5 separate regions of the Mus musculus genome follow, and regions 2, 3, 4 and 5 are each linked to region 1. A link is a contact called in public HiChIP or PLAC-seq and promoter capture Hi-C data. All regions are on one chromosome and are shown on one strand. Each heading gives the region's core, a stretch centred on a gene start, on an enhancer-like site or on the middle of the called end of the contact. The rest is flanking DNA. Distances are from core to core; before and after follow the strand shown.

Region 1 (2,795 bases), core at 187-2,686:
TTCTCCCTTCCTTCCTTCCTTCCTTCCTTCCTTCCTTCCTTCCTTCCTTCCTTCCTTCTTCCCTCCCTCCCTCCCTTCCTCCCTCCCTTCCTTCTTTCCCTTCCTTTCTTTCTCTATAACCCATTGTCTATTCGTCTCTCCCTAAACTTGAGTCTCCTTTTTCTCCTTATAAGCTGAAAGCCAACAAGCTTTAGTGAGCTTTCTGTTTCTGCCCCTCACAGCTGAGATTATAGGTTTTGTGGTGACATCCAGCTTGTTACATGGGTGTCAGGATTTGAACTCCTGTCATGATTGCAAGTAAGAGCTCTTAACTGCTGAGTCATTTATCCAGCCCCTTATTTTTTTGAGTTCTTGTCATAAGCTGCCCAGGCAGGTCTTGAACTCTCTATGGAGTCGAGGATGACCTTGGCTTCTCCTCCACAGTGCCAGAATTACAGGCTATACTATGCCTGCTTCCTCTCTTTTGTATTTGAATTGTTGTATTCAATGTGCATGCATCTTAACAAATGAAGAGATAAACATTTTGCTTAATAAATTTTCTCACTGGAAGGCACCTCTGCTAAAGAGCCAGAGGCCCTATGGTCTCTTGCCTTCTACCAACAAAGATCGGTTTCCATGTGTAGCCATGATCTTGTTTATACATTCACTTCTCAGGGAATGGCCTCTTTCCTCAACAAAACTAGGAAATTCATCCAAATTGTTTTTATTTATTTAGTGTACAAGGGAGGTGCTGTGTGTGTCACAGCAGGAGCGTGGAAGTCAGAGGATGTAGAGAGTTGATTCTCTCCTTCCTGAGATGGTACCCTACTTTAGCATCAAACACCTTTACCTGAAGAAAACTCATCAGCCTCTCATCTAAAATTTAATCTCTCTTGTTAGATTATTAAAGGCAGCTACTGAGAGAGTAGATAAAAGAGGCTGGGTCTGATCATAGCCGAGACAAGTTCATGTACGGTGAGGGTACATTTTTGTGTAGATGGCTAAGATACTCACAGAAGATGAGATATGGCCTCCTATAGGGGTAGAAATGACTTCACAGTCCGTAAGGGAAGCTGAGAAGTGTACTCTAGCAGCAGGTAATCATTATCATCATTATTATAGTTTGAAATTTATCTTAGCGGTCTTTAAAAGAAGTTCTTAGACTCCAATAAAGGTACAGCTTTACTTTCACAGGGGAAAACACACTTCAGAGAACTTGGCATGGCTAAGTCCATTCTTGGGCTCCTTAAGTAACTCTTCAAAGGCCTCCTACCCTTTCCAGGCCCCGCCCCCCCGTTCAGAGCCCGCCCCCATCTTCCAAATTCTCTTTCCTTTTCTCCCAGACCTCGCCTTATCCAAGGCTCCGCCTCCTCCTTCGTAAAGAGGCGATTTCATAATCACCTCCCCCTGGGCAGGGTCTGGGGTGTGCGCTTGCGCATAGCGAGGCTTCCGGGCCCGGTCACGTGCTCGGCGCCGGCCGGCCAAGATGGCAGCGTCCTGCGTGGCGCTGCTGGTTCTGGCGCTGCTGTTGCTGGTGCTGCTGCTGGGCTTGTGGAAGCGTGGGCGGCAAACGGGCAGGGCCCGGCACATGGTCGTCGTGGTGCTGGGCGACGTGGGCCGCAGCCCCCGCATGCAGTACCACGCGCTGTCATTGGCCCAGAGCGGCTTTTCGGTGACGCTGCTGGGGTTCTACAGTGAGTGGCGGGGACCTGAGAGGGAGGCTCAATCAGGAGCCTTGACTCTCCCTGTTTTGGGACAGAGGCGGGAGCAGCTGTGCTCCTCTCCTGCCTGTTCTGGTCTGGACCGCTGTTTTCTGGTGTCTGGGAGCAGCGGGCGTCAGTCGCCGTTTACCATACGTGAGGACTACAAATAGATCGGTTGCAAAAGTGTCTGTCACTTGCTTTGTTTAGGTAGTGCACAGACAGGCTGCAACCCTGGTGTGTGAGACCTTAGTGCTGGTCACCACTTCCTCATGCTGCCTTTGTCACTGAGTTGGCAGGCTGAATGTTTCTTCACATCCCTTGTCCAGCCGCAGAGCTTTTCTTGCTGTGGATGGTTCTCTTGTCCCCTAAGGTGTAGGCAGAGGTGTCCACTCCCTCATCATGTCCACGTGGATGATTTTTCAGGGGTTCACTCTTACTATGCAGCCTCTAGCTGGTTTGGATCTCACTATGTAGGCCAGAGTGTCCTTGAACTCACAGAGATCCACTTGCTACTGCCTTTAGAGTGTTGGGATTAAAGGCATGCACTTTAGTAGCCCCTCAGGTATCCAACCTTTTGACACAGTCATATGAAATCTGCTAGCATGTTGGGGACATTCATAACTATCCTCGAACACGTGCTGGGCACCTCAAATTGGATCTGCGAACTTGGGGGTGGCCCAGCTCTATCTAAGGGAAAGTGGAAATAGCCCTTATTGGTCCCCGTGTGGAGTGCTATCCTAGGGCAGACTGCCATCCAGGAGTTCTACTCTTTATCAGTTAAATTGGGTCCCTATTGCATGCCAGTCATCAGGTTAAATTAAGTAGGTATGATGAATGCCCTTCGAGGGTATTCTATAGAAGAACACAAAGTGACCTCATTTTCTATTCTGGGTACTGGGGACCTGTGAGGTTTTGATAGGTGTTATTTTCCTTCCACCTTGTTTACTTGAGATGGGCATGCTTTGTAGCACATGCTGGCTTTGAACACTTTATCCTGCCTTATCCTTCCAAGTACTGGAATTACAGATGTGAAGGAACACACCCAGCTGACTGTAACTGGCTATTTCTGATACCTGAAAGGGCTCATTTGCATTTGCAGACTCCAAACCTCGA
Region 2 (2,795 bases), core at 98-2,597, 510 kb before region 1:
CAACAACAACACAGAAAAGAAGGCTCTGAGGAGAGCTTACATAAACTACTTTCTTGTAACTCTGTCCCAATAAAATCCAACACCCTGGTCCTGCTCATGCAGAAACTGCCTTCATACTTTGGTCATCAATTAGATTATCTAGGCTGCTTCCAGAACTTGTTGTTTTTTTTGTGAATAGTGTTGAGTAGGAAAAGATTCTGCAAATTTGGTTAAAGCTTCTAGTGTGGAAATCTTCCTAGCTTGTGGGTGCATCGTGCACCTGAATAATAGAGAGGTAGAAAGAGAACATTTGTTGGGTTGGGGAGACATAACTCTGCAAAAGTAAGGAACTTTTCTATGTCCTCCTTGCTTAATGACACGGAGACCTTTATATTTATTATAAAGGTGAGGCGCAGAGCCAGGCAGACTCTAAGCTATTCTAACCAAGTATGCTGGCCTACTTCCCAGCCATGTGGACCTTTCCTGCCTTCTCAGGCTTGCTCTGGCTCCTCCTCCTTCATTCCTGTTCGGATTCCTGTCTCCCTTCTCTCCCACCTGAGATGCTCTCTCTGTCTCTGGCCTCAGAAGTCCTGCCATATCCTCTCCTGCCCAGCCATAGGCTATTAAGCTCTTTATTTAACCAATCAGGAGGTGATAGAGAATAATATTTTATAAAATACTGAGTCATACTAAAGTCGAGACTGGAGCTGGACCTCTGGGTACAGGAATCAGACAGAATACAGAGTGCACAGAAATGTCCCTCAGCATAACTCAGTAAGAGAGCTTACTCAAAATCTAGAATTCCATCTCCAGCACAAAACCAAACCAAAACTTTAATAGTTAAAAAAGTAATTAAGTGCTGGGCAGTGAGTGGTGGTGCATGCATTTAATAACCCCAGCACTTGGGAGGCAGAGGCAGGCGAATTTCTAAGTTCGAGGCCAGCCTGGTCTACAGAGTGAGTTCCAGGACAGCCAGGGCTATACAGAGAAACCCTGTCTCGAAACACCCCGCCCCCCCAAAAAGAATCTATTAATTCTTCCCCAACAAGTTACATTCCCAACCCTTTTGTGTTTTTGTTTGAGCACTGACAAATGCTCACACTGTAGCCCAGGTTGCTCTTGAATTCTCCAGGTTGCTCTTGAATTCTCCAGCCTCAACCCCACCCCTGTCCCCCACCGAGTGCTGGGATTCCAGGCTTGAGCCCCCACTCTCGATCAACAAGCAGTTGGCTTTGGCTGACACGCTTCCTTCCTCTCCGGTTAACATTACTACTCCCCACTCCCGAAGCTTTCTCAGAAGGCAGTGTCGGCTCGCCCAAGAGCCTCCCGCTAGCTGCCGTGCGCCTGGGGGCGTGGCCTGGTGACTCCGCCCCTCGCTGCGTGCGCACGTCCTACCGTCCTGGCGCTCGCCCTCTCGGCTGCGAAGGTACAGAGAGAGTCGCAGACGCGGAGACTGACTGACCTGCGGAGCCACTGACGGTGAGTGGTCCGCTCTGTGCCCCGTCCTCCCCTCCCGGGTCCTTGCATGGCGGCGGCCTTCTTCGAAGCTCTGCTCCGCTGTCCCCCCGCGACTCGTCCTCAGCCTGAGGGGACGTCGGGCGGGGGGTGGCCGGAAGCGGGCTGAGGCGGGCGAGCGAGCGAGCGGGAGACTGGGGGTCGGAGAGGGGCCACCGAGCGGGCCTTGAGCGTCAAATGAGCCCGAAACCGCGGACGTCGCGCTCTAGACGGCTTTGAGCTCCATCCCCAAGAGTCCTCTGGTGTTCCCGTGGGGCATAGCCCCTCCCAGCGTCACGAATGCTCTTGAGGTGACTCCGGGGTCGAAGTTAGTGCAGCAGCGCAGCACATGAGCCTACCTGAGGTCCCGGAGGAGCCCGGGGCGTGGCGGCCTTGTTGGCCAGCCTTCAGTGGCTCCCCTCGGTGGCAAGATCCCTTAGAATCCCTGTGGGGACTTGATGAGTGACCTGTGGTTCTGAGTGCAAGACTGGGAGGACTCAGTCGTAGATGTAGCCGGTTGGTCTGGCCCAGGAGGTCACCTGTCACCACCAAAGCACAGAGCTCCAGGTGACTTAATTGCTCTGTAAGAACTGCCTGGACCGCCTTGCACACTGCTTGCACAAGGACTGTCTTGTGTCATGCCGTTTAAATTGGTTCTGAAGGACCAGTTGTGGCCTGTGTTCAATTGTGGGCACCGCAAACTCAACTAGAGAAGGGAGTGTTCCCGAAAGACAGAAATATCATATACTGTCCAGTTGAGGGAGAGCGCTTGCTCTCCAGTCCTTTCTAAATCCTTGAGTGTTTTACTACCTATAAAGTGAGAATATTAAGAGACTCGTGAAGTAAATCCACGAACATTCCACAGGCGAGATAACAGCACTGAAGATCTTAGTTATGCATAGACATCCTGTGATTTTTTCAGAAGTGGATTAGAGATTAGAAATGGTTTTGTTTAAGTGGTCATACTGGCCTTAAACAGTCTAGTCATGTAGAAGGTTTTGTGCGTTCCTATTTCTGGTATAGTGCTTCAGTTTATAATAGTTATTATAAATGTCATTTAATACATAATTATTAAGAAAGTTTTTTTTGGCGGTGCAGTTTGAACAAGATGAGCATGTATTTTACTACTGAGCCCACAACCCTACCCAGTGTTTTGTGTTTTGAGAAGGAAATCTTGCCATGTAGTGTGCACTAACTGAATTTGAGATCCTCAGGCTCCTAACTGTTAGGATTATGATGAGCTTGCACTATAGTGCCCAGCCTAAATCTTTTTTTCCCCCCTTTGAGTCAGGCTCTCTCAAAATTATTTAGTCCTGTCTTTA
Region 3 (2,795 bases), core at 177-2,676, 440 kb before region 1:
TTTTCTCTCTCTCAAAACAGTTTTGTCCCCTGAAGTGTTCTTTACACATTCCCTCTTTCTTCTGGTCAGCTACCTTCTCAACATCCATGTAAAGGTCTTTCCTGGTTCTAAAAACACATCCTATAGAAACCCTCCAAAACCCTTTGGATCGTCAGGACTGGGAGGCAGACTGATTTTCAAATAGCCAAGGGGAAAAAAAAAATCAATAAGCAACAAGATTTCTAAGTCTAGTTAATAATATGTAAGCTTTACTAGGAATGGAAATATACTATTATCTGCATGTACTTTGGCATGAAAATAAAAGACTGAAGGATAAGTACCCAATAAAGATATTAATTGTACATTCTAGGTGGTAGTCCATAGGTGTGCACTGTAAAGTTCAACGGTTTTTGTATGCTTTGAATTTTTCCTAACTAATGTCAAGGTAGAGGAGGTCTTTGAGATAGTGAGTGACCAAAAATATCTTTCTTATTATGAGCAGAGAGCAAGAAGAGCAGACATGTTCACCTCTTTCTTCCCACCCAACTCTGGTCAGCACCAACAAGCTAAGGACCAGAAAGAGCAGTCCTATTTGCCCAGAAAATGCCCTGTTTGGAGTACACTACAAAACTGATATAAAAACTACTGCATGCCCTCTCCCCAAAGTCCCTGATCCTTACTCCCAAGACACAGATTCTCAGTTCCAAGTGTGCATGAGAATTTCTGGAGAGCTTACTAAATGCAGATTTCTGGGCCTTACCCCATAAATACTCAAATCAGATCCTGGGGAATGGGGAAAGTCCAGGTCTTTCTGATACAGAGGATCCTATCCTGATCACTCCATCTTCCTTGACACCTGTTGAGAGGTCCCAGGAGACCCACCTTCTCCAAGGTCCTGGATGGCTTGGGGCTTCGCCAGCCCCTCGCCTTCCTAACGTCCTGCCGGAGCGCCACGTAGAGCCAAGTCTAGACCTGCAAACCGGCGGGGGAAAGAGGGCGAGACGGCCTCCTCCAGGACCGCCAAGGTCACCCGCGGGTCTCTGAGGCTTACCTCAGGGATCCTCCCCGACCGATCGCCGTTCCTCAACCCTCCATACCCCGAGGAAAATGGCTCGTACAGCCGTCGCTTACAGAAAAGTAGAAAGGCGTGATAATCACCCGAGTGGGCTGGCCCTTCTCTGGCTGATATCCCCTGTCTGCAGGCCCAGTTCGCTCGGGGCCCTGGAATGCTAGCCCTCGCAGCCCCGCAGCTGCAGCCACGCCGAAATCAACTGCCCTGATTTTGCGTGGCGTTTCGGAGGGAACGGACTCCACCACGACAACCCAGGCCCGTTTACCTCGAAATCCAGAAGCCTGAGGCCAGAGGGACAGAGATCTGCAGTGGTCCGGCCCGCTGCTCCGAGGAGCCCCTCTACCAGAGGACTCGCAGCACTCACCGCCCCCGCACCGAGAGGACCCTGGAATTTGTAGTCTTTCGGCGCACCCGCAGCATTCCCTGAGGCGGGAGCCTACAGCTCCCGGCACCCACCGCGCGGCGGGTGAGGGCGGAGCTCGGCGGGCTAGGTCACGCGGGCGGAGGGTTTCGAAGCCTAGCCCCCGCCTCGGCGTGTGAGAGGGGTCCCTTCGGAAGCCGCTTGGAAGTCTCAGAGGTGACTCACCGTCAGTTCCAGCCCCTCACCGGCCAAGCGCTGCCGCAGGAAAGGCTGCCTCAGCCCCGTAGCTGTCCAGAGGGAACCGCAAGGCTGTGGAGAAAGGCCCAACCTCCTGGCCTCTCGCCTTAGGGCGGGGCTTCGCGCCTCACGCAATGAGCTTGGATGACGTCAGTGGAGGCCCGTTGCGGGTGGGAGACGAACGAGTGGTAGTTCCCCAGGCCTTTATGATGGGGGGGGGAAAGGCTCGAAAGAAAGATGGTGGTGCTAGCGCTCCCTCAGGCCAGCCAGCCAGGCGTGCTGCGCACCCCAAGAGTTGAGGGAGAGCTACCACCCTTGCCCTAAGCTGCCTGGGCTTTCATGAAGCTGTGAACCACACCAGCTGTCCCTGCCCTCACACAGATTCCACTCTGACAGACAATACACAAATAAGCCACAAAATGACCAGCATCTCAAAGGAAAGCAACAGGATGTCCCAACAGAATTAGAGTGTTGCCTCTGAGTAGGGAAGGTAGGAAAGGCTATGTTGGGATGAGGTGTGAAGTAAAGAAAGAGACTGGCAGTCGTGGCGCACGCCTTTAATCCCAGCCCTCGGGAGGCAGAGGCAGGCAGGTTTCTTAGTTCGAGGCCAGCCTGGTCTACAGAGTGAGTTCCAGGACAGCCAGGGCTATACAGAGAACTCTGTCTCCAAAAAACAAACAACAACAACAACAAAAAAAAACAAAAACAAAAAAAAAAAGAAAGAAAAGAAAGAAGACTGGTATAGATGAACTTTTGAAAGGCACTTTGGCCAGCAAGGTGAAGACTGGAAGACAGCACCAAGGTCATCAATGAAGTTTGGATTTATTGCACATGGAAACTAAAGCTCTCTTCTTTTTCTTTTGTATTTGTGTGTGTGTGAGGCACGCATGTATGTCAAAGGGCAACTTTCAGGAGTCAGGCCTCCTTCCAGCATGTGGGCTTTGGTTCTCACTCAGGTCTTCCAAAATGGCAAAGACCCATGAGCCATCTCACGGATCCTTTTGTATGTTTAGGCAGGGTGTTCCTCTGAGTCTTTCAGGCTCACAACCATCCTCCTACCGCTCAGTCTGTCAAGTGCTGGGATTACAGGCAGGGAGACATCACAATTTGAGGAGTTTTAAGCATTAGAACTACAACTGAGTTTCA
Region 4 (2,795 bases), core at 100-2,599, 350 kb before region 1:
GCCATTTTGGCCACCTCCTCACACAGCTTTCAGCCTATCAATTCTTTTTGTTTTGTTTTTTCGAGACAGGGTTTCTCTGTATAGCCCGGGCTGTCCTGGAGCTCACTTTGTAGACCAGGCTGTCCTCGAACTCAGAAATCCGCCTGCCTCTGCCTCCCGAGTAAAGACGTGCGCCACCACGCCAGGCTTCAGCCTATCAATTCTTGATATTTTCTCTCTTCCTTCACCGGACTTTGGAGGATAGCAATAGGCCAAGTTGGCCTGAAAATTGATGTCCTCCGTACCTACGATGCAGCAACTCAGGATGGAGCCCATGATGCACATTTCTGCTGGCCAGCAGAAGAGGTTGGGGTGACGACAGACATGGCCCAGACCAGGCCGCACCGAGGCACACCCACCGCGCGAGGGTATTTTTTTGCTCACTTGAGGTCTTCACTTAAGGCCTATGCTTGTCACCTTATCTACAAGGGACAGGGGGAGGATCTTCAAGGACTTTGCATTCAGGTTTAGTATAGTTTGAACTATGGTGAAGTCACCACCTGATACTTCACTACCTGCTGGTCTCCCTAGCTGCTCTCCTGGAACAGCAGGTTCAAGATGGGAGGCACTTCTAAGAAACTCAACTCCTCTGAGAATCATAAAAACATACCCTGGCATCCTCAAAGCAGTGCGTGTGTGCGCGCGTGCGTGTGTGTGAGAGAAGCCAGGGCATAGCTTGTAAATTAATGTTGCAATCCGTATCCTGATTTTTCTGAACTTGCTTTTAGCATATTATTTGCCGTCTGCCCTGCTTTGTGCCTCAGTTTCCCTATGTGTCAAAGGGGGAGAAATCTGTCTTCTGAAAATTCCGTGTCCATTGTAAATGTTTCTGTGTAGCCCTAGCTGTCCTGGAACTCACTCTGTAGACCAGGCTGGCCTCGAACTCAGAAATCCGCCTGCCTCTGCCTCTGCTGGGATTAAAGGCGTGCGCTACCAAGCCCGGCTTTTTATTTATTTATTTATTTTTTAATGTTTTGACTTCTTGACCAAGGCTCCAAGGCTTGGTGGTTACCCAGTTGTCCTCTGGTTAAAGGTATTCCCTTTGCGGCTGAGGATGGGAGAAGAACCTCGGGAAGTGGGGGAGAGCTACTGTAGAATTGTCGACATTTTCAGACTTGGTTTACATGGGAGACGCTCGAAATTCTGAGGGTGTCTAAATGTAGACAGAAGATGAAGGGACTGAGGCATTCCGGTTTCAGTATCCAGCTGGGCAGCCGAGGTTAGCGTCGTGTGAAGGAGATAACCCCCTTAGCCGGAGCCTCTTGGTTCGACCCACTGTGGCTACTCACGTGAGAGGTGGTGGTGGTGGTGGTGGTGGTGGTGGTGGTGGTGGCAAGCTTGGGAAGCGTAGTACGCAGGCGCATTGGCTGCCTGGCCTGGACTCCATTTCCCCTGGAACTGCGGGGCGGGGGCGGGGGCGGGGCGCCGGGCCTAGGCCGGGGCGGCCGGGGGCGGGGGCTGTGGAGAGGTGCCGCGGCGGCGGCGGCGGTGGCGGCGGTGGGTACGCGTTGGTGCGGCCTGTTTTGGGCCATGTCCGTGTGAGGACGCCGCAGCCGACAACCTCTCCTCTCCGGCTGGCCGGTAGAAACGCGCACCATGGGCTCCATCCTGAGTCGCCGCATCGCGGGCGTAGAGGACATCGACATACAGGCCAACTCGGCCTATCGCTACCCTCCGAAGTCCGGTGAGCTTCCGAGGACGCGGACCGCGGAAGGGGGCTGGAACGGGGACTGGGGACTCCAGGAGGCCCGGGGATCAGACGCGCGAGCGCCCTGCCCTGTCGCGGACCCTCCTCCTGTGCCCCTTCCCGGTACCTGTGGAGTTTGAGGCGTGGCTGCGGCCCTGGCTAGCCCTGCTGGCCGCAGACGCACCTTGCGCGGCCTCTTTTTAACTGGTGACCTTGGGCCACTCACTTTGTGTATGCACCGATACTTGGCATCTCTGGGATCAGACTGCATTGGTAGTGAGGACACCCTCACCACCGACCCGGTGGTGCCGGCTTTGGAGGCATGAAGACCGGCCCTGGATTGTGACAACTCATTAGGATTTGGACCCAGGCTTTCCTCTTCCCGTGCGAGTGAGGGACACTGGTGTTTGACCTAGGGAGGTGATCGATAGGGAGGTGCTGGGTTCCATTGGAGGACAGGATAATGGTTTGAATGGTTAGAGAGAACTACTGACCTTTCCCTCTCATTCAGGGCAGACTCACTGGTAGATTATGGGAGCTGGATGGGGGCAGAGTTGGAACCAGCATCAGATATCAGATGTGGGATCCCAGAGGAGCCTTGCTCCTATTCTCATTCATAGTCTCTGCTCTCTCTCTCTCTCTCTCTCTCTCTCTCTCTCTCTCTGTCTGTCTCTCTCTCTCTCTCTCTCTCTCTGTGTATGTGTTTAAAATAAGGACAGTATGTCATGTAGCCCAGCATGGCTCCAACTCCTTATGAGAGTGACATTGAGCAAACACTGGTCCTCCTGCCTCTACCCTCCCAGTGTTGAGATTTGAAATGTGCACTTTGCCCTGTTTTATGAGGTGCTGGAGACTTGAACTCAGCGCACTGTGCATGGTAGTCAAGCATTATATTAACTTAGTCACATTCTTAGACCAGGCCTTTTTCTAAGACAAAAGTCCTGTTATATAGCTCTGGCTGGCCTGGTACTCAGTTCTCCAGCCTTAGGCTTCTGGTGCTGAGACTACAGGTGTGTCCTGCTACACACAGCAATGCCTGGTGCCTTGTCAGCTACATTTACTTCTACAC
Region 5 (2,795 bases), core at 80-2,579, 270 kb before region 1:
TCTAGCATTATCCTGTGTTGGTGAAAGCTGGGCCTGGCAGCACAACTTCCAGACGAGGCAGAAGAGTCAAATCCCAAGCCTGCCTGGGCAACTTAGTGAGACTAAAATATTTTAAAAGTAGAAAGATGGGCTGGAGAGATGGCTCAGCAGTCAAGAGCACTGACTGCTCTTCTGAAGGTCCTGAGTTCAAATCCCAGCAACCACATGGCTCACAATCACCAGACAACTACAGTGTACTTAGATTAAAACAAATATGTTTTTAAAAAGTAGAAAGATTGTTGAGGATCTATCTCAGTGATAAGCACTATATATACACAACTTGCAAGGACATAAGTTTACTTTTAAAAGTTATAAAAAGGACAACATACAACAGTTTGCCAGTCTCACGATGAGTGATGTGTGTGGGCTGGTAAGGTGAAAACAAGGCCTGTATCCTGGAAACACCAGCTTCTCCTGCTGCAAGGCCTGCGCTCAAGTAGCACCTAACCTAGTCTGAACCAACAGAATGGACACGTGCTTCCCCAAACTGGAAACCATAGGCGGATTAGCAGAACCCTGGAAGAACTCACACCTGCAACTCCAGCTCTTGGGGGGCTGAGACAATAGGACCGCCTTTGAGTTCAAGGACAACCTGGGTAACATTAGATGCTTACACTAAAAACATCCAACCCGCCAGCGTAGTGGCACCGGCCTTTAATCTCAGCATCTGGGAGGTAGATCTCAGTGAGTCTGTGGCCAGCCTGGTCTACACAGTGAGACACGCCCACAATCTCAAAAAACCAACACCCCCAAAAAATCGATTCAAGTAAAATAAAAGTTTCTATGTCTTCTGCACCTCTCTCTCTCAGAATTTCAGTTGCAGCCCTGATAAGTTATTCTTAAAATTCTTAAATCTTAGTTTTAAAAAAAATTCTATTCTGGAGGCAACTGTCATTCCTCCAAGAGATCCATGAAGGCCTCGAGGGAGCCCCTGCAGCCCAAATGTACGACGCAGTTCCGACCCTAGCGGTCCCGGCGACTATGCACGACCGCAGGCTCCCGTGTGGCTCAGCAGTCTGGCCGACACCTCGCGTGACCCCTTAGTTTAGCACCACGGCGGCGGGCCCGTGTCCCCAAACCCTGCGACAGGCAAACGCCAGGGCTGCCCACCCGAGCAGACTCAGGGCGCCTTGGGCCCCACCTCTCAGAGGGCCCTGCCGCGGCCCGGCCTACCTTGCAAGGCCTCAGGTTCCCGGGCCACCCTCCAGCGACAGCGGCTCGCCCCTCACCGGCCGACAGCCCTGCGCCCGGCCCACCCCGGAAGTAATCCTCGCACGGCGCAGAGCATCCCGGGAAGGTGACGGACGTTCTGTTATTGACACGCCACAGCAGCCCATGAGATGGCAGATACCGGCCCATTCGCTCGGGAGCCAATCCTGAGGCAGAGAGGCAGGCGGCGAGTCGCCAGGCCGCCGTGGGTGGCCGTACTCAGCACGGGGACAAGGCAAGTGGGCGGGCGGAGCGGCTGAGGCAAGTGGGAGACCGCGGAAACCCACGCGACGATGGGTGGGTCCTGGCTGCGGGTGGCAGGGAATGAGACCCTCCCCTCGGCTCTAGCACGGACTGCCTCGTCCCGCTGCCTTCCAGTTCCCTTGACAACGACGCCTGGCGCGGGGCGGGGCGAGGCGGGGCCAACTGGCTTTGAGGAGAAACACTGAGCCGCTCGGTCTTCTGAGCTCCTCCATGCTCTTTCCTCTGCGGGTCAAGCCTTCCTTCAACCCTCCCCGCCTTGCACACCTAAAGGACGATCAGTCCTGGGCGGCCCCCTTCACTTCGGTGATTCTGTGTCCTACCGCCAAAGCCCCTGGTAGGAAACATCTTTTGGTGCGTATACCAAAAGCGTCTCCACCTGTGGTTCCCAATTCAGGACAGCCAAGCACCCGTCCTTGCTCAAATGCCCTAAGACCCCACTCACTCCTCTGACGCAGCTCTGGTTTGGCACCGTTAGCTGATCTGCTTGGTCCGCTTGCTAGGCCTTCACCCACAATCCTAAAGTCCCTCTGCCCCTGAGGACTGAACGTGTTTTCTTTAGGGTGAGATATAAAAGGTGGAGCTGAGCCAGCGACTGGATTATAGAGACTCATTTGAGTGATGACTAAAAAAAAAAATCTCTTGAATAATGGATCTTAAACCTCTAATTCTAAAGATTATTTTTAATTATATTAATGAATTAGTTTGTATTTTAATTATGTGTATGGGTGTGAAGGTGGGTATGTGTACTCCAGTGCAGATACGAGTGGACGCCAGAGACGGGCTCTCCCTGAGGTTAAAGTTGCAAGTAGTTGTGGTTTTGGAAACTGAATTGTGATCCTCTATGAGAGCAGTAGAGGACACCACCATCTTGTGCACTCATGACTGCACATACCCACACATACAGTCCTGCTACCAAGTGACATAAGTTTGCAGAACCAGAAGGAAATGGGTAGAAACTAGAATTTTTGCGGGTGCATTTTCATCTACAGCTGATCAAGGCTTTGGGAAGGCTACCAATGCTAGTTTCTCCTTGAACACCCAGACACTGCCACCTCACCTTGTGTGCTCCACAGGACTCCTTGATGATGACAGACGGTGTCCTTTGAGTCCTGGCCCCCATGACATCCAAAGACAAAGCAGTGATGTCCTTGCCAGTTTCTCCCTGGGATGCCATCCTTGAGGCTGCCAAAAACCAGCTTCCATCTCTGGATTCAGACTCGTCCCTGGTGAGCAAGAGCTTTCTCCTGGATATTAACTGCCAGCCTGGGCAAGGACAGCTTCGG

What was found. Promoter capture Hi-C pulls out the DNA fragments that hold promoters and counts their contacts. HiChIP or PLAC-seq counts read pairs in DNA pulled down with a chosen protein or histone mark. Capture Hi-C pulls out chosen DNA fragments and counts their contacts.
Region 2: a promoter capture Hi-C map of cranial neural crest shows a contact between it and region 1. The contact joins the promoter of Hmox2 here to the promoter of Alg1 in region 1. A contact is called at or near these places in 1 of 39 promoter capture datasets (cranial neural crest) and 1 of 115 datasets of contacts at active chromatin or transcription factors (pancreatic cancer cells).
Region 3: a FOXA1 HiChIP or PLAC-seq map of pancreatic cancer cells shows a contact between it and region 1. The contact joins the promoter of Cdip1 here to the promoter of Alg1 in region 1. A contact is called at or near these places in 2 of 39 promoter capture datasets (cranial neural crest and erythroid cells), 1 of 484 Hi-C or Micro-C datasets (CD4 T cells), 2 of 115 datasets of contacts at active chromatin or transcription factors (extraembryonic endoderm stem cells and pancreatic cancer cells) and 1 of 9 other capture datasets (adipose tissue).
Region 4: a contact with region 1 is called in a promoter capture Hi-C map of pancreatic islet. The contact joins the promoter of Mgrn1 here to the promoter of Alg1 in region 1. A contact is called at or near these places in 3 of 39 promoter capture datasets (the C10 cell line, cranial neural crest and liver), 3 of 115 datasets of contacts at active chromatin or transcription factors (extraembryonic endoderm stem cells, memory CD8 T cells and pancreatic cancer cells) and 1 of 9 other capture datasets (pancreatic islet).
Region 5: a contact with region 1 is called in a promoter capture Hi-C map of neural stem cells. The contact joins the promoter of Anks3 here to the promoter of Alg1 in region 1. A contact is called at or near these places in 3 of 39 promoter capture datasets (erythroid cells, neural stem cells and pre-B cells), 6 of 484 Hi-C or Micro-C datasets (CD4 T cells, CD8 T cells, embryonic stem cells and 3 more), 8 of 115 datasets of contacts at active chromatin or transcription factors (the 230-238 cell line, the SCID.adh cell line, embryonic stem cells and 4 more) and 3 of 9 other capture datasets (adipose tissue, liver and pancreatic islet).

The regions. Positions count from the first base shown.
Region 1 is chr16:5,232,185-5,234,979 of GRCm38.p6, forward strand. It overlaps Alg1 (asparagine-linked glycosylation 1 (beta-1,4-mannosyltransferase)), which reads left to right and starts at 1,437. Exons shown (of 13, transcript NM_145362.2): 1 at 1,437-1,673; 2 at 2,782-2,795. The coding sequence starts at 1,466.
Region 2 is chr16:4,725,014-4,727,808 of GRCm38.p6, forward strand. It overlaps Hmox2 (heme oxygenase 2), which reads left to right and starts at 1,348. Exons shown (of 6, transcript NM_001136066.2): 1 at 1,348-1,458.
Region 3 is chr16:4,788,515-4,791,309 of GRCm38.p6, forward strand. Cdip1 (cell death inducing Trp53 target 1) reads right to left here and starts at 1,427. Exons shown (of 6, transcript NM_025670.5): 1 at 1,317-1,427.
Region 4 is chr16:4,884,751-4,887,545 of GRCm38.p6, forward strand. It overlaps Mgrn1 (mahogunin, ring finger 1), which reads left to right and starts at 1,350. Exons shown (of 17, transcript NM_029657.4): 1 at 1,350-1,723. The coding sequence starts at 1,636.
Region 5 is chr16:4,962,908-4,965,702 of GRCm38.p6, forward strand. Anks3 (ankyrin repeat and sterile alpha motif domain containing 3) reads right to left here and starts at 1,330. Exons shown (of 17, transcript NM_028301.4): 1 at 1,213-1,330. It also overlaps 4930451G09Rik.